Linked DNA regions of Mus musculus: all the other regions are linked to region 1. A link is a contact called in public HiChIP or PLAC-seq and promoter capture Hi-C data. All regions are on one chromosome and are shown on one strand. Each heading gives the region's core, a stretch centred on a gene start, on an enhancer-like site or on the middle of the called end of the contact. The rest is flanking DNA. Distances are from core to core; before and after follow the strand shown. Region 1 holds the start of Pex10 (peroxisomal biogenesis factor 10). Region 2 holds the start of Tprgl (transformation related protein 63 regulated like). Region 3 holds the start of Arhgef16 (Rho guanine nucleotide exchange factor (GEF) 16). Region 4 holds the start of Ssu72 (Ssu72 RNA polymerase II CTD phosphatase homolog (yeast)). Region 5 holds the start of Mmp23 (matrix metallopeptidase 23).

The links. Promoter capture Hi-C pulls out the DNA fragments that hold promoters and counts their contacts. HiChIP or PLAC-seq counts read pairs in DNA pulled down with a chosen protein or histone mark.
Region 2: an H3K27ac HiChIP or PLAC-seq map of microglia shows a contact between it and region 1, with 8 times the contacts expected there. The contact joins the promoter of Tprgl here to the promoter of Pex10 in region 1. A contact is called at or near these places in 4 of 39 promoter capture datasets (erythroid cells, hippocampal neurons, liver and 1 more), 2 of 15 datasets of contacts at CTCF or cohesin (large pre-B cells and pro-B cells), 11 of 484 Hi-C or Micro-C datasets (the G1E-ER4 cell line, cortical neurons, embryonic stem cells and 4 more), 6 of 115 datasets of contacts at active chromatin or transcription factors (T-cell acute lymphoblastic leukemia, embryonic forebrain, embryonic stem cells and 3 more) and 1 of 9 other capture datasets (embryonic stem cells).
Region 3: a contact with region 1 is called in a promoter capture Hi-C map of embryonic stem cells, with 2.9 times the contacts expected there. The contact joins the promoter of Arhgef16 here to the promoter of Pex10 in region 1. A contact is called at or near these places in 4 of 39 promoter capture datasets (embryonic stem cells, hippocampal neurons and stem cell-derived epiblast-like cells), 1 of 484 Hi-C or Micro-C datasets (the HL-1 cell line) and 3 of 115 datasets of contacts at active chromatin or transcription factors (embryonic stem cells and stem cell-derived neural progenitor cells).
Region 4: a contact with region 1 is called in a promoter capture Hi-C map of erythroid cells, with 5 times the contacts expected there. The contact joins the promoter of Ssu72 here to the promoter of Pex10 in region 1. A contact is called at or near these places in 2 of 39 promoter capture datasets (erythroid cells and pre-B cells), 1 of 484 Hi-C or Micro-C datasets (B cells) and 1 of 115 datasets of contacts at active chromatin or transcription factors (epiblast stem cells).
Region 5: an H3K27ac HiChIP or PLAC-seq map of embryonic stem cells shows a contact between it and region 1, with 5 read pairs. The contact joins the promoter of Mmp23 here to the promoter of Pex10 in region 1. A contact is called at or near these places in 2 of 39 promoter capture datasets (liver and pre-B cells) and 2 of 115 datasets of contacts at active chromatin or transcription factors (bone marrow-derived macrophages and embryonic stem cells).

The regions. Positions count from the first base shown.
Region 1 is chr4:155,065,334-155,068,496 of GRCm38.p6, reverse strand. Pex10 (peroxisomal biogenesis factor 10) reads right to left here and starts at 1,467. Exons shown (of 6, transcript NM_001042407.1): 1 at 1,323-1,467; 2 at 594-674. The coding sequence starts at 1,428.
Region 2 is chr4:154,159,056-154,162,218 of GRCm38.p6, reverse strand. Tprgl (transformation related protein 63 regulated like) reads left to right here and starts at 1,535. Exons shown (of 4, transcript NM_026388.2): 1 at 1,535-1,864; 2 at 1,958-2,134; 3 at 2,797-2,950. The coding sequence starts at 1,590.
Region 3 is chr4:154,298,388-154,301,550 of GRCm38.p6, reverse strand. It overlaps Arhgef16 (Rho guanine nucleotide exchange factor (GEF) 16), which reads left to right and starts at 1,656. Exons shown (of 15, transcript NM_001112744.1): 1 at 1,656-1,726. Gm52687 (predicted gene, 52687) reads right to left here and starts at 1,907. Exons shown (of 3, transcript NR_168682.1): 1 at 1,826-1,907; 2 at 1,076-1,361; 3 at 296-584.
Region 4 is chr4:155,703,394-155,706,556 of GRCm38.p6, reverse strand. It overlaps Ssu72 (Ssu72 RNA polymerase II CTD phosphatase homolog (yeast)), which reads right to left and starts at 1,742. Exons shown (of 5, transcript NM_026899.3): 1 at 1,096-1,742. The coding sequence starts at 1,175.
Region 5 is chr4:155,651,883-155,655,045 of GRCm38.p6, reverse strand. It overlaps Mmp23 (matrix metallopeptidase 23), which reads left to right and starts at 1,662. Exons shown (of 8, transcript NM_011985.3): 1 at 1,662-2,018; 2 at 2,461-2,597; 3 at 2,685-2,824; 4 at 2,894-3,061. The coding sequence starts at 1,866. It overlaps Mib2 (mindbomb E3 ubiquitin protein ligase 2), which reads left to right. Exons shown (of 20, transcript NM_001369164.1): 20 at 53-578. The coding sequence ends at 291.

The DNA of each region.
Region 1 (3,163 bases), core at 218-2,717:
ACGGCCACTCTGGAATGGGCCTTGCATCTCCTGTTGGTTCCTACTCCCTTAAGTCTTTATTCTGTTTTCCAGTCCTTCCTCTGCTGAACTCATACCCCTGTCCAAGTGATGGGATCCGATCTTGTGGCTTTCTACCTTCTAGATGATGGCTGAGTCCTAAGTATCAGGCATACATACCACTGCTTACCTGACGCTGTCACATGGAGTCAGAATAAAAAGCCCCCAAGCCTACCCATGGCTTGCAGCTAGCTTCTAGTACTCCACCATGCAGACGATGAATCCTGACTTCCTGTTCCTGAGGCCAGCCCTGTGGAGTACCTTGTGATCTTTCCATGTGTCTCACCATGACCCTGCTCGTACCCTTCCCCCCACTCGATAGCCTCTTCCTTTTTATCTGCCTCGTACCCCATAAATGGAAAAGCCCATCCTGCTGAGAGAAAGTCTGGGGCAGTGAGTGCCCTCTGGCCAGTATCTTCCTTCCCGGAAACAGAGACTAATGCAGGTGATTTCCAGGAGCCTTCAAGCATCCCCTCCAGACCTGGGTGGGTTGTGGGCCCCTCAGTGCCCAGGACCTGCCGAGCACAGACAGCTACCTGCAATTGTGGTGAGGCCAAAGTAGGCTATGTCCGAGAGCAACTCGATCTCTTTCCTCCATTCCAGCCATTTCTTTGCACCTGAGAGAAGAAAAATATTAGCTCTAGAGAGGTGAAGTGGTTCTCTTAAGATGACTCCCAGCCGGGTAGTGGTGGCACACGCCTTTAATCCCAGCATTTGGGAGGCAGAGATTTCGAGTCCAGACTGACCAGAGTGAGTTCCAGGACAGCCAGGGCTACACAGAGAAACCCTGTCACTCCCGAAGGGCAGGTAAAGTCCAAGTCAAGTCACTCCTAAGACGACCCTCAACAACTCGTCTCTCCCTTCACCTCCTCTGCTGCCCTTGGTGACCGGAATGTCTCCGAGACGAAGACCGCCTCTTAAGAAGCCCCGACTGTAACTGTCTTGAGTCAGGTACTGTCCTAGAGACATGGAGCCCAGGAAAGTCTAGGTAGTGCTAACAACATAAGCCAGAGGCGACCTGTTTAGTATCAAACCTCGGCTCTCTGAAATCCCAAATCCCTGCCTGTGTGATCCACGTGTCTACCTATGAGAGTAATGACGTTAGGTCCACCCTGTAGGGGCGTCTGGAGAATAAATGGGCAAATGCTTGAGAAACACTAAAGCAGAGACCTGCAATGTGGTCAGCAGTGTGTACCTCTGTTTTGATCCCCGCTTTCCAAGCAAACTCTGGAGCTGCCGCCTGTCTGGGTGCCCGGAACGCTCACCCGCTAGGCTGTGCAGCGCTTCACCCGCCGCGCTCCGCAGGCCTCCCAGGTAGTACTCGTCCTTCTGCGCTGCCCGGATCACTTCAGGGGCACCCGCCCGCGCCATGGCCCGAATCGCAGAGCTCGCACCGCGCCTGCGCACCTCGTGGGCGGGGCCTGTGACGCTCGACGTGCGTCCGTCGTGGGGCTGAGGCTGCGAACACCACGCGGGCGAAGGCGGAGCCTAGGCGTGACATCTGTGGAGGCGGAGTAGTGGGCGTGTCCACGACATAGGGGTGGGGCTACCCGGGGAGGGGTGTGGTCTGTGCTTGGAGGGTGAAGCGGCACAGTGAAGTGGCGGGTAATGACAGGGAGGAGGTAGATACCTAGTGGGTAGGACCCCCGAGAAAGCTCAGCCTCGCAGATGTGTTTTTGGCCTGATTCAGGTTCAGTTTTCTGGCAGGAGGTACGTGTCTCTGGGCTGCAAAAGTGGATCTTTTGGGATAGCCACGTGATTCCAACGGACTGCTGAAGGCTCCAGTTGTTGGAGTTCCTCCCTGCCCATGCCCTGGTTTCTTCAGCTTGGGTTGGGCAATCCCAGATAGCACCTTTGACCACTGCTAGGAGGCAGTCACGGCTCATGCAGAGGCATGAACTTCTAGCCAAATCAAATGTGACAGTTTGAAATGTAGATTCTCTGAAGGCCCAAGGCCGCTTGTGCTGGAAGACTTTTCAAACTTGGAAGCTCATTTCTACCATAACCATGGGGTATGGCCTGTTCTAAGTGTCCCCGCCTGGACTGCTCCTTACACGCGACTGCTTTTTTGCATTCTCTTCTCTCAGCCATGGGGAACAAGACCAGAAACACTATTCAAGTATCTGTTGTTCTCAGGGATACGGCCTAAGTAAGCGTCTCTCTCCGTGGGCTTAAATCCTAGGCACAGCGGTGCCTTGATCCTCAAGTTCTTCCTTTGTGGGCTCTCAAGGATTCTTCCTATGGGACAAAACCCAAGATGGCCAGCAGGTGGAGCTATCAGCCCATCTTTTCTACTAGCTTGGGCTGCTAGAGCTTGTTAACCCAAACAGATCCTGCACAGATCAGGGAAACAAGAGGCTTTTCAGTGAGGAGAGAAAGTGGAAGGGCAAGATGAGTAGTGACATCATTGTAGATCAGTTCTCTGGATTCTCGGATGACCATGTGGCCTGGAGTCCCCCTTTGCTTCAGTGTTTCAGGGTTCCAGAACTCTGCGGTGGAGGTAGAGCGAGAGCTCTTGCTTACGGAAGGGGCATACGGCCCTTGCCACCTCCCACCCCTTGCCTTCTGAAGCACAAGGATCCTAAGACTGAGCCTTGTGACTTTCTCCTTGTAAACTCTTCCTCCTGCTTCAAGGATGGAGGACAGAAAGGCCAGGCTCCTGTTTCTCTGTGTAGCCCTGGATGTCCTGGAACTCACTTTGTAGACCAGGCTGGCCTCAAACTCAGAAATCTGCCTGTCTCTACCTCCCAAGTGCTGGGATTAAAGGTGTGAGCCACCACTGCCCAGCTCAACAACTAATTCTAAAGTCATACACGCTGTGGGTTTTGTTGTCCTGCCTGATGTCGTTTGCCAGCTCTGGCCACTCTGTTTTCTTTTTTTTTTTTTTTTTCTTAAAGATTTATTTATTTATACGTAAGTACACTGTAGCTGTCTTCAGACACTCCAGAAGAGGGAGTCAAATCTCGTTAAGGATGGTTGTGAGCCACCATGTGGTTGCTGGGATTTGAACTCCGGACCTTCGGAAGAGCAATCGGGTGCTCTTACCCATCTCACCAGCTCCTAAAAAACTCTTTATTTTTATGTTTGTGAGTACATTGTTGCTCTC
Region 2 (3,163 bases), core at 286-2,785, 910 kb after region 1:
CTCATTACGGGTGGTTGTGAGCCACCATGTGGTTGCTGGGATTTGAACTTTGGACCTTCGGAAGAGCAGTCGGGTGCTCTTACCAACTGAGCCATCTTACCAGCCCTAAAGGTAGAAGCCTCCTTGATTTTTTTTTTTTTTTTTTTTGGTTTTTTTCGAGACAGGGTTTCTCTGTGTAGCCCTGGCTGTCCTGGAACTCACTATGTAGACCAGGCTGGCCTGGAACTCAGAAATCTGCCTGCCTCTGCCTCCCGAGTGCTGGGATTAAAGGCGTGCGCCACCACGCCCGGCGCAGCCAGTGTTCTTAACTGCTGAGCCACCTCTCCATCCCTGGCTTATTGCCTTATATGCACTTATCTATTCATCTCCCCTTTCTCTGTCAGCTTTCAGCACACTCTTCACATCCACAGCGGTCTCAGGAACCTCTGTGGGAATTCACGTCATCGTGGCTGCTCCCACCAGTGTCCCGGAGACCTCATTGGACTGGATTCTCTGACGAAGCCACACTGTAAAAGGTCCAGCAGGCTAAGGAGCCCTCACAACGGTCAGGAGACAGACTACAGGCCTGAGCTGTATCTTGGGCTGTCATTCACTGATGAGTCTAACCTATGTCTTGGTGACTGTTAGAAAAGACTTTTGGGCCACACTATCATAGCGGTCCATTAGCTCCATCAACCCAGGCACACTGCTGGCACCCCCGTGGGAGCAGGAACTCAGGGACATCTCGCATGGCTTCTGTCCCAGGGAGAAGCTGCAGGGCCCAAGAGCATCCTACGGCGTTTCCTTCCAACTCCCCCCACCCCCCGCCCCAGCAGCACTCTTCGGTGACATGGTAGCTTACTTGTGCGTATCATGCCCAATATAAAGAACCCTCTGACAGCCACCTCTGACCTGCACACACTCCTATCTCCAGTGTGCACACACCCTATAAACCCACACTCCCAAGGTGACCACGCCCAAGGAGTGCAGCACACTCCTGAGAAGCCTCTATCTGAGGTGCCCCGACACAGTGTCCACAATCCTCAGACGCGCACACACCCATTCCCACGCTTTCACAATCCTCAGACGCGCACACACCCATGCCCACACTTTCACACTCCCCAGGCATGCACACCTCCTAAGTGCGCCGCACACCTCCGCCCGAAGTGCACCGTAAGCCCGAAGGTGAAGGGCACGGAGCCAAGCGAGGACACACTGTCGGGGCAACGCCCTACGCACGAGCCCCCAAGTGCCCCCTTCCGCGCGAGTCCATGGCGTCCCTTTCCCCGTTCTCAGCCAGGAACCCCCGACCGGCATTTTTTTTTTTTTTAACTCGCCCTTCCTGTAAACAGGAAGTGGCTCCGCGCGTGGCGGCAGCTTCCGGCCCAGGAGGGGCCGCCGTAATCATGAACGGCAGCACTTTAGACCCAATTGCAGAAGACAGCTTAGGGGAAAGCCAATCGCGAGACGCAGTCGACGGAGCTGGAGGCGGGTCCGGAAGGCGGGCTCTGCAGGACTCAACCAATCACAAGGCGAACGAGGGAGGGCGGGGCGCGGCCGGGCGGACGCCGGGGCGGCGGCCGTCGGTGGAGGCTGCCGGTGGCGGCGCGATGCTGCAGCTGCGGGACACGGTGGACTCGGCGGGCACGAGCCCCACGGCGGTGCTGGCGGCCGGCGAGGACGCGGGTGCGGGCCGGCCTGGGGCGGGCACACCGCTGCGCCAGACGTTGTGGCCGCTGAACGTCCACGACCCTACACGCCGCGCCCGCGTCAAGGAGTACTTCGTGTTCCGGCCCGGCACCATCGAGCAGGCGGTCGAGGAGATCCGCGCCGTGGTACGGCCCGTGGAGGACGGCGAGATCCAGGGGGTGTGGCTGCTGACCGAGTAAGCCGGCGCGAGGGGACTGCGGGGACACTGGGCGGGGGCGGGCGGGGGCAGGCGGGGCTCTTGGTGATGGGCGGCCCCTCTCCTCTCCAGGGTGGACCACTGGAACAACGAGAAGGAGCGGCTGGTGCTGGTCACCGACCAGTCGCTGCTCATCTGCAAATATGACTTCATCAGCCTTCAGTGCCAGCAGGTGGTCAGGGTGGCGCTCAGCGCGGTAGACACCATCTCCTGTGGAGAATTCCAGTTTCCTCCGAAGTCGCTCAACAAGTAGGTGCACCAGCGCACTACACGGCAGGGCCCCAGCGGATCCTGTAAGTGGTATTGACCCACTCTCTTGTGAGGTAAAGGTCTCATCTTGAAGAACCAGTGGAAAGGACCTTTAAGTAGAGGCTGGTGATTTCCGGGTTGCTCAGTACCTCCTTGAAAGGGATGCTGGCACAGTCGGCCACTCTGTCCCCACTAAAAACCATTCATTTAAATACCGTTAAGATACATGGAATCAGAGCCCACTGTCATAAGCTATGTAGGGAGTCTGGGAGTTTTAACTCCAGCAGGAGGGAGACACAGGGCATGTGCTCAGTATTACTAAAAATTCGATACATCGCAAAACACCTAACAGCCTTCAGAGACTGGTTGGCTTGCTATAAAAGAATTATTTGACTAGGGACTCCAGGAAGCTAATGGCTACTAACTTAAGCATCATTCAGTAACATTAAGAACAAACACGGCCATAATTAGGCCAGGTTGGACTGTGTGCCGGTTTCATAGGCTGCAAAGGAGGCTCATTAACTTGTTACGCTTTGGAAGTGTGTGAAGCTGTTAGTGGAGGCCATTGTTACACTAGGTCACAGGTTCCCCAGCCATCCCTGATACTGAATGCAATGTTGTATTCCTGTGGTAAGCAAGGCTTTCTCCCCCTCCCCCATCAGGAGAGAAGGCTTTGGGGTTCGCATTCAGTGGGACAAGCAGAGCCGCCCTTCCTTCATCAACAGATGGAACCCCTGGTCTACAAACATGCCCTATGCCACCTTCATAGAACACCCAATGGCTGGCATGGACGAGAAGACAGCGTCTCTGTGCCATGTAAGCAGGCCAAGGCCACTGTCAGTGTGAACCCTGGAGGTGCAGTTCCACAGTAGGAAGCTAGGTGGTGCTGTTTAAGAACAGAGTCACCATCCCATTGCAGGATGCTCAGTCTGGACTGGGTGGGTGAGCGAGCATGGGAAAAGCCCACAGTACTGGCGGGGCTTGGCAGGTGCTGCTGGTGACACAGGTACTCTGGAAGTTCCCAGGAGA
Region 3 (3,163 bases), core at 407-2,906, 770 kb after region 1:
TAAGTAGCTAGACAGGAGTGTCACCAGGGCATACAACCCCACACTGTTGGCCAAGAAAGTGAAAGTGCCAACCCAGAGTCTCCGGCATCACCTCTGTCAGAGCAAGCTCTGGGGCTACACTGCATGAACCGTGTGTGAGGGCCGTGGTGTGAGGTCACAGCTCTTTCCTGAAAAACAGATGACAGAGGTGGGTCAGGATGGGGACTAGTACTGGCTGTGTCTCAGGACCTCGGGTTACACCCAGGTCATGTCCCTGTCACGCACAGCCTAGTGAGCCAGGCAGAGCAAGCCACAGTGAGAGGCAGCTGTTTTTATTTTAATATTTACTTATTTATTTATTATATGTAAGTACACTGTAGCTGTCTTCAGACACTCCAGAAGAGAGCATCAGATTTTGTTACGGTTGGTTGTGAGCCACCATGTGGTTGCTGGGATTTGAACTCAGGACCTTTGGAAGAACAGTCGGCGCTCTTAACTGCTGAGCCATTTCATCAGCCCGAGAGGTGGCTGTTTTAACAGATACGGTCTCTCTTCTTGTCCCAGAGTGGTTGAGGTTCTGCTCTGATGGCCATGCCCTGAGGGGTCTTGGGGATAACAAACCATCTGAATACAATGTTGCATCATCAAAAAAAAAAAGAAAAAGAAAAAAATAGCTGTAATGGTGTCTGCCTGTAACCCCAGCTCCCAGGAACCTGGGACAGCCTGGGGAAGGTGAGTCTGGACTAAACATACCTGGCAGAGTCAGGATGGTCAGGGCCGTGTCAGCCCAGTCCTGACCCCCCTGCCTTTAAGAGGACCCCACTCTCCAATGGGAACTGGGCACTTCCAGCCTCCGCCTCCAATCCACCCTGCTCTGTGTTCTCTGTGCCTCCGCCTCAGGCTACCCTCCTGGACGTGTTCCCTCGTTTCTTGGCTCTTACACTCACTATGCCTCTTGCCTACCCTCCTCTTCTCACCTTGATCAGAGCCACCCTTGGGATCTCAGGTTTGATTAGCACTTCGGAGGGCAATGGTGCAGACCCCATCCTTTTCCACATGAGGAGCCTGACCCCCTAAACATGGGGGTCGTTATTACCTCCTCATTCTTGAGGACACTACATAGACTTGGTAGCTGTTTTCCTGAGATCTGGAGACTCGCGGCCAGATCTGTGTGGCTAGCAGAATTTCCAGCCTTCAGAGTTCTCAGTAAAATGAGGTTGTGGTGGATAGGTTAAACCATGAAAGGTGTTCTGGGAGATCCTGGCCAGGGCTGCCATGAAGCAGCCAGCTGCAAAGAATGCAGAGGGCGGGGCTTTCTTTCAACAAACAGGTTCCCGCAGGCCCGGGATTTCTCCGAAGGCTTCCTGGAGGAGGCGGCGGACCTGGGAGTGAGGCACAGAAGGAAGCGGGCGTAGGAGCGGGAGGGAGGGTAGACAGTACCCGAGGGCGGACTCCCGCCCGAACCACCAGACGGGTCACGTGAACGCAGGCGGACCCAGGTAGAGCGGTGACGCAGCCGGCGCGGCCAGGTGAGGCGGTGGTGGTGCAGCAGGTGCCCAGGGCGCGTCCCGCCCTCCGGCCGCGCAGCCGCTGGCGGAGCCCACCTGGCCCCGGCTCCGCCCGACCGCTCGCCCGACCGCCCACCGCGCAGGAAGTAGAGAGGGCGGGACCGGCCGGCCCCGGGACGCGGGGACCCAGCGGCACTGCAGGCTACACCCTCCCGGCCGACCCTCGGTTGCGCGCACAGGTGAGTCTGGGGACTGGAGAGTCAGCCAAGGGGAAGACCACCTGGGGCGCCCGGAGCACCTCTGCTCCATTCCCCTCTCCGCTCCCGCCCCTCCTGTACCTCGGCGACTTCATCGCGCCCCGCCCTCTCTCTTGGGCTGAAAGCCGGGGATCTGGAGCCTAGCTGCCCTGAGCCACAGTCCAAGGGACACTTTGCAGTGGACCTGGTTAGACACTTGAACGCAGAGACTCCTGGGAAGTCCCGGGAGGGGGGGGCGTGGAAGTGACTCTTCCGGGAGCTAGAAAGACGATCTGTTTAGATAGGCTGAGTGGCCTGACCCCCTCGTGCCCTTATCCCACCTTGGTGGCTTTGGTGTCTAGTCCTCTAGCCAGGCTCCGCAGTGCCTTCCAGAGGGAGAGGGCTGTCCCAGAAAGCAGAGGGCGGCACTTATAGACTGGACGGTGGTGAGCACCTGTCCCCAACCCACTACCTTGGTTCCCATATCTGTAAATAAGGAGCAGAGATCTATTTTGAGGTTGAGCGAGAAAGATGAATTTGGGCATGGGCCTGGTCCCAGGGGCCGAGATCTGAGTTGGTAGCCACCAAGATGAGATTTTAGCGGCCTCCACATCATGCCTGGAGCCCAGACAGGATTTGGTAGCTCCTAAGTAGATGCTTGGGTGTGTTTGTCACTTGAGTGACCAGCTGCAGGGTCCCAGGTACTGTGTGGAGCCATTCGTGACTGCATGCCAGTATGCCCTGATAGCAATGGCTCCCTACCCAGGTGTGTGGGCACCAAGCTTGAAAGTTGCTGTTTGTGGATTCAGGCAAGCTGCTCCAGCCTCCGGGCCTTGAGCCTCTGGGCCTCTGTTTATCCATCAGAGTTCATTGATTGAATGCACCTCTGCTGTGTTCCCTTCTGGGGACAGACCCTTCTTTCTGCCCATGGTCCAGAGAGAAGCCTCGGACCATGCGCTCACAGCACGGCCTGAGAGAGGGAAGGGTCTCAGGGCTTTGAAAAAGTAAAGACTCAGCCAGAGAACAGGGTGTCGAGAGCTAGGTAGAGGCTCCCTGCCACCCTTCTCCAAACACCTAAAGCTAGAAATCTCTGGTTAGTTGGTTTGTTTTTTAAGATATATTTATTGTATGTATTTAAGTGTTGTGCCTGTGTGTATGTATGTATGTATGTGCGCCACAGGCATGTCATGCCTGGTGCCCATGGAAGTCTTAAGAGGTCATTGGATTCCCCAGGGGTTATGAGGAGTTACAGATAGTTATGAGCTAGCATGTGGGTGCTGGGACTTGAACCCAGGGCGTCTGCAAGAGCAGTTGGAGCTCTTTTCTGTTGAGCCATCTCTCCAGCCCAGTAGCAAGAAACTTGTTAGTGTTAAGAGTTATTCTGGAGCCGGGCGTGGTGGCGCATGCCTTTAATCCCAGCACTCGGGAGGCAGAGGCAGG
Region 4 (3,163 bases), core at 493-2,992, 640 kb before region 1:
ATGGTCGCAGCATTAGGAAGGTTGAGAACTACTGGTCTATGTACTAAGCATTACAAAGAATGAAACTTTAGAATTTGAGATAATAGGCAACTAACACTCTGGGTGACTAAGAAAACACAAGACAGTGCTTGGTATGGTGGCAAACTCCTATTAGTAATAACAACACAAGGGAGGCAGGTGAAAAGTGAGTTCAAAACCAGCAGCACACCTCTAATTGCAGTAGCTGCGAGACAGAGGCAGGCAATTCTCTGAGTCTGAGACCGACCAGGTATACAGAGTGAGTTCCAGGACAGCCAGAACTACACAGAGACCCTGTTTTGAGGGTTAAAAAAAAAACAAAAAAAACCCGAAATTGCCAAAAAATAATATTTAAAAAAGTTTTAAAAGTTCACAAACAGTTAACTCTGGGGGAAAAAAGACATTTCTACTGCACTAAGTTGAAATGTACAAACCCCCATTTTAACTGTAATACAATGCATCAGTTTCTCATTTTGTCAAGAGATTTTTTTTTTTAAGATAAAATACTATCAAAGATGAATGCCCTACTAGAAACTGGTGAATTCGTGAAGAAATATGAGGAGGTCCCACTGAACCAAATGAATTCGTGTGCTCCAGAAATTACTGACTAAAGTTATGGGGCTGAGAGGGGTGGTGGCTGGTGCATGAGACTTGCAAACGAAGACAGCAATAAACAGTCCCTGACGTTAACACCTCAGATCACTGTTGTTGCTTCCAGACTCGTTCCATCTTGATGTGACGTGTGGAGAGCTTTCCAAGGTGGCCGGACGACACATATACGGGAAAGATAAACACCAGGCACCCTTCGCAGCACGGAAAGACCTTGGCCTACCCCGTGATACTGCCCGGTCGTCCAGCACCCAGAGGGCCCCAGCTGTCGTGTGGCCACCTCTAGGGTTTACGGGGATGCCTACACTACCGAGGGTGTCGCGCGCACGGACCCCACTGAGGGCTCGCTGAGCGTGGAAGCCGGGCGTGGCCCGACCTCCGCGGCCCAGTCAGTACAGGGTCGGGGTCTGGACAAGAATCTGTGGGAAAGAGGAGGGAGGGGCGGAGGGCAGGTGGAGCTTGCACTACCTGAGGATGTTGTGTGCTTCCATGCTCCGATTCTGGTTACTCGAGCACACCACCGCCACCCGCAGCGGCGATGACGGCATGGCACCGACCGAACTACCCACTGCTCTCGCTACGGAGCTCCCACCTAGAAGCCGGCTTCCGCGCGAGGAAGATGGCGGTAACCGGAAATCTGCGACACGGAAGTGAACGCAACGCAACGCAACGCAACGCGTGGGGAGGCCGACGGTGCTCTCCTGGGCTCGTACTGCAGCCGGCGCGGGAGGGCGACCGGCCGACGCCGAATCAGCCTGAGAGCAGCCGAGGCCGGCGGTCGTGGACCACCTTCGCCGGCGCGTGACGTCACAGGACCTGCGCCGGCAACTGGAGCGGTGTGAGCCGCGCCTGCGTCCTAATGTACCGTCGCCTCGGATGACGCGCTAGGCGCGGCGCTTGCGCAATACTGAAAACTTCAGTGGGACGGGCGTTGGGGCGGGTCCGGGGAGTCTCAAGTCCTTTCCGCGGCTTCTCTTGGTGTGGTTGGGACGTTTTTCATTCCGGTTTCCTCCAGGTGGTCACTCTGCCAATTTCATAGATGCACTGGGCTCCAGCACTTGGTTTGTGCCCTATCTCTATCACGAGTACCTTCCTCAGAGTCACTGGACTTCTAGAAGCACGTCACTTCCTCTGTGAGCCCGTTGCAGCTTAACATGTAAACGATATGAAAAATATGGGTGAGGTAGCGGGCTCTTCAAGTTCGGCCAATCGGAAAACTGGCAGGAAAAATCGCTTCTCTGTTGGAAGCCAGTTTAGGTTGCCTATTGAGAGCTCGATCTCAAGTGAGAGGGGGAGAGAGAAATAGAGTTGCTGCTGGGCGTGGTGCCTCACACTTTTCTTTAATCCTAGAACTCGGTAATCAGGTCGACTTACAGCCGGCCTACCTGCCTGGTGACCTGTCCCCTCTAGCTCGAATGGAATGGTCAAGAAGTGAAGGGGATTAGATAAGTTGTTTGGAGATTCTGAGAACTCCTTTAAAGTTGGAGCAGTATGAGATTGTCAGGGACAAGAAGGTAGATAATGTGTAGTAAGTATAACAAAAGCTGTGTTTTGCCGGGCGGTGGTGGCGCACGCCTTTAATCCCAGCACTTGGGAGGCAGAGACAGGCAAATTTCTGAGTTCGAGGACAGCCTGGTCTACAGAGTGAGTTCCAGGACAGCCAGGGCTACACAGAGAAACCCTGTCTCAAAAAAAAAGCCGTAGATTCAGTAATCTACCCTTTATTCCTATTATTCCTGTATCTTCCTCTTTTCTTTTTCATCCCTTCTCCCTCCTTTATAAAAGTATATTTTATTCGCTTATAGTAATTGTCTCAAAGACTACCTCTACCTGTTTGCCTAGGCCTAGAATCTTCTAGCCTCCATGCAACCTTTTTTTCTTTTAAAGTTTATTTATATATATGAGTACACTATGGCTGTCTTCAGTCACACCAGAAGACGGCATGGGATTCCATTACAGATGATCGTGAGTCACCATTTGGTTGCTGGGAATTAAACTCAGGACCTTTGGGAAAGCAGTCCGTGCTCTTAACTACTGAGCCATCTCTCCAGTCCTATTTTGAAACTAAATTTCCCACTATGAACCTCCTCATTGCTATTGAAGTCTGCCATCATTGTTCCTTGTGTTAATGAGGAGGAGAGTATTGAGAACCTGTTGCGAGTAAGCCCACAGAGACCATCACGTGGACACTCTGAAAGCCAAAAGGAAAGTCTTTATTTTTGCCTGCTAGCTGCACAGAGAACTTGCCCAAATCATGTAACCTTGAGCCTTGCAGCTCTTTGACTTTATGTACAAAGACCATCTTGATTGGCATGCTTCAGTTAGCGAGAAGCAGAACTGTGGAAGTCAAAAAGCAAGATTAGAACATTGAGGAAGTTTTTACTTGGGGACTTATGGACTATGTTTCTATTTAGTCAGGTGTTGAGGCCTATGTGCTGGGCTTTTTCTTTGTTTGGTTTGTTTTGAAGATTTATTTTGTGTGAGAACACTAGCTGTTGAGGCCTATGTGCTGGGTGGTTTTGTTTCTTTAAAGATT
Region 5 (3,163 bases), core at 413-2,912, 590 kb before region 1:
CACCTAATCTCCACGCCTTCTGTTGCTGATTCCCACTCACCTCATCCCACAGACGGCTCAGAGGTGGTAAATGCCATCCAGGTGCCCGGCCCGCCTCGGCAACTGGTGGAGGAGCTACAGAGCCGCTACAGGCAGATGGAGGAGCGCATCACCTGCCCCATCTGCATCGACAGCCACATCCGCCTGGTGTTCCAGTGCGGCCATGGAGCGTGCGCGCCCTGTGGCGCCGCGCTTAACGCCTGCCCCATCTGCCGCCAGCCCATCCGCGACCGCATTCAGATCTTCGTGTGAGCGCACTCCACACGCCGTGGCTGATCGCAGACCTTCCTTCAAAACCCCTGTATTTTATAAAAAGATTATCGGACTTTGCTTCCTGTTCCTTGCCTAAGGGTGTTGGGCAGGCCCCAGAGATCCTCACCGCCCCTCCCCCGCTGCCCAGGCCCCACCCCACGCCCCGCCCGGCATCAGGCTCCAGACTGCCTGGAGATCAGGAACGCTCTGGATGAGGATGCAGCCCGCCAAAAGTGCGCGCTGGCTTTGGTTTGACACAAGATGGTCCGTCCGGAAACTCCAAAAGGCTCACGTGGCTTTTCTATCGCCCCTATAAGAGGGCCACCCCCCTTTGCTCTTCCCCTTGCCTATTACTCCCTCCGCCCCTCTGGGGCAGGACTTGAACTGTGAAGGTTTTGGTCAAAGCAACACGACTTAGAGAGGGTCCTGGCTAGGAGGGAGTTGGGTTGGAAGCCGCCAAGCTCTTGACAGTTACGTTGGGGCTGAGTGAAGAAGCAAGAGAGGGTCCGTCCACTTGTTGGAACAAACACTTAGTAAGGAAGGGAGGGGGCAGATGGCTGACCCTTTTCAAGAACTTCCAGCGCAGCTATTACGGGCCACAGGGCACTCCAGCTGCTTGGCTCTGACTCTGCTGGCCAAGTACATTGTTGCTGTCACCTAGGGTCCAAGGTCGGAGTGGAAGACTGGGAGGGAGAAAACCCCGGCTCCTGCGCCTGCTCTCACCCACCCACAGTCAGCTCCGTCCCGTCCCGGGATCGCAGCTGTGCCTGGCATAATTTCGGTTGCCATGCCGCGTTCATTCGGTACCCACCCAGCACAGCCATCAGCTGCCGGGTCTAGCTTTCAGGCCTTGGACCATAGCTCCTGCCTCCTAACCCTACCGCGCCAGACCACCACACTCAGTTCCTGACTCAGTTGCCTTAATCCCCTCTCCTCTGAGGCAGGGATTCCAGGTGCTGGCACCTTCCCCAAACTTCCTGCACTGGACCAACGAGAGCACCCTCTGGTTAAAGCAGTTGCCCTAAGGACTCCCGCTGGTCTCCTTGTCTTTCCTGAGGCATCTTTCCTCTCTGCTCGCTCAGCCACCCTGCTCTCATTGCCACGTCCCCTCGCTCTGCGCTCCCCTCTGGCGGGTATGCTCCTTACACTCAGTCACTGCGGTCCAGGACCGAGGCTTCCCTCCCAAATTTCATTGTGGTACCAGAGGGTTGAGGGGGGAAGCCAAATGTCATTCAACTCCGACCAGTGGGTGCGGGGAGCAATTGATGCCCCTACCCCAAATCTGAGCCCCGGCGCCTCGCGTTCTGACAGACCCCCCGACACTGTAGGGTGTGTTCTGGCCTCTGCCGCCGACCCTTCGGCCTGGTTCCTGGAATCGCACCGGGGGATGCGGACGGTTCCAGACTTAACGAGTCGGTTCCTTATTTGAGCCAGCGCAGCCGGGTCCTCTCTTCACCATAGGGCTGTAACTCGAGCCGTCCGCCGCCCATCCCCTTCCCACTCCGCCCCAGCTCTGCGATCCAGGTCCCTACGTCGCGCGGCCCCTTGTGGCCCTAACCCGACTGGAGTCTGCCATGGGCTGCCGGGCCTGTCTCCGTCCGGAGGCGTCCGGCGCGGTACAGGGCCGCTGGTTGGGGGCTGCCCTGAGCGGGTTGTGCCTTCTCTCCGCGTTGGCGTTGCTGGAGTGGCTAGGGGCGCCGACCGAGACCGCCTGGAGGGCAGCTCAGGTGAGAGGACGAAAGGCTAGTAAGTGCGAGGAGCGGGTCAGCATCTGAGGGTGTATCAGTGGGGCCCGCGTGTGAGGGGCTTTGTGGGATGGCATGTGAGTGCCTGGTTCCGAGAATCTTGGGTCATTGTGTCCAGCGGCCGCTGGAGGTGGGAGACCGCATCCATCCCCAACTCTGCCCATTCCCAATAGGTTTTGTTTTGTTTTCCCGAGCCAAGATTTCATTGTGTAGCCCGGGCTGACTTCTGTAGACCATCTGCCTCTGCGCTCAGAGATTAAAGGCATGCGCCACCATGGCTGGCTCAACTCCTAAAGCCCAAAACCTAATAGAGGGCTCATCCACAGCTTCCTCTATCCCGTTGCCTAAAGTCTGCTTCTGATAACAACTCTCGGGCACTAGAGACTTTCCTCTGGCCTCCTCACATTCACTTCTCCCTATGAAGGGAAATGTAGATGCGCCAAATGTGGGCAGCTCCACTGCCCAGGTACCCAGACTGTTGACCATGTCGGTAACCCGAAGACGCCGCTACACGCTGACACCGGCCAGGCTGCGCTGGGACCACTTCAACCTCACATACAGGTGCCACCTGGACCAGCGAGGAGGGTGGTCAGGTCATAACTCAGACACCAACACTGACTCTAACATCACCGCCGCCCTCCACCACAGAGTTCTTTCCTTCCCCCGGAATCTTTTAAGCCCGGAAGAGACGCGAAGGGGCCTGGCTGCTGCCTTTCGAATGTGGAGTGATGTTTCCCCATTCAGTTTCCGTGAGGTGGCCCCTGAACGTCCCAGTGACCTCAAGATAGGTGGGTAACTGAAGAGCTCCCGACCGCGCCCAGCCTCGCAGGTATTATTGCAGCCTTGTGTTTTCTTAGGTTTCTACCCAGTCAACCACACCGACTGCTTGGTCTCTGCAGTGCACCACTGCTTTGATGGTCCCACAGGTGAACTGGCCCACGCTTTCTTCCCACCCCACGGTGGCATTCACTTTGATGACAGCGAGTACTGGGTCTTGGGCCCCACACGCTACAGTTGGAAGAAAGGTGACCCAACTCCTTAGTCTGTCCTTCTGGGGGTGTCATTCTCTCCTCTGTGTGGACTACAAAAGGGTTTGAGGCAGGAAGGGTTTCCTGGGGCTTTCCTGG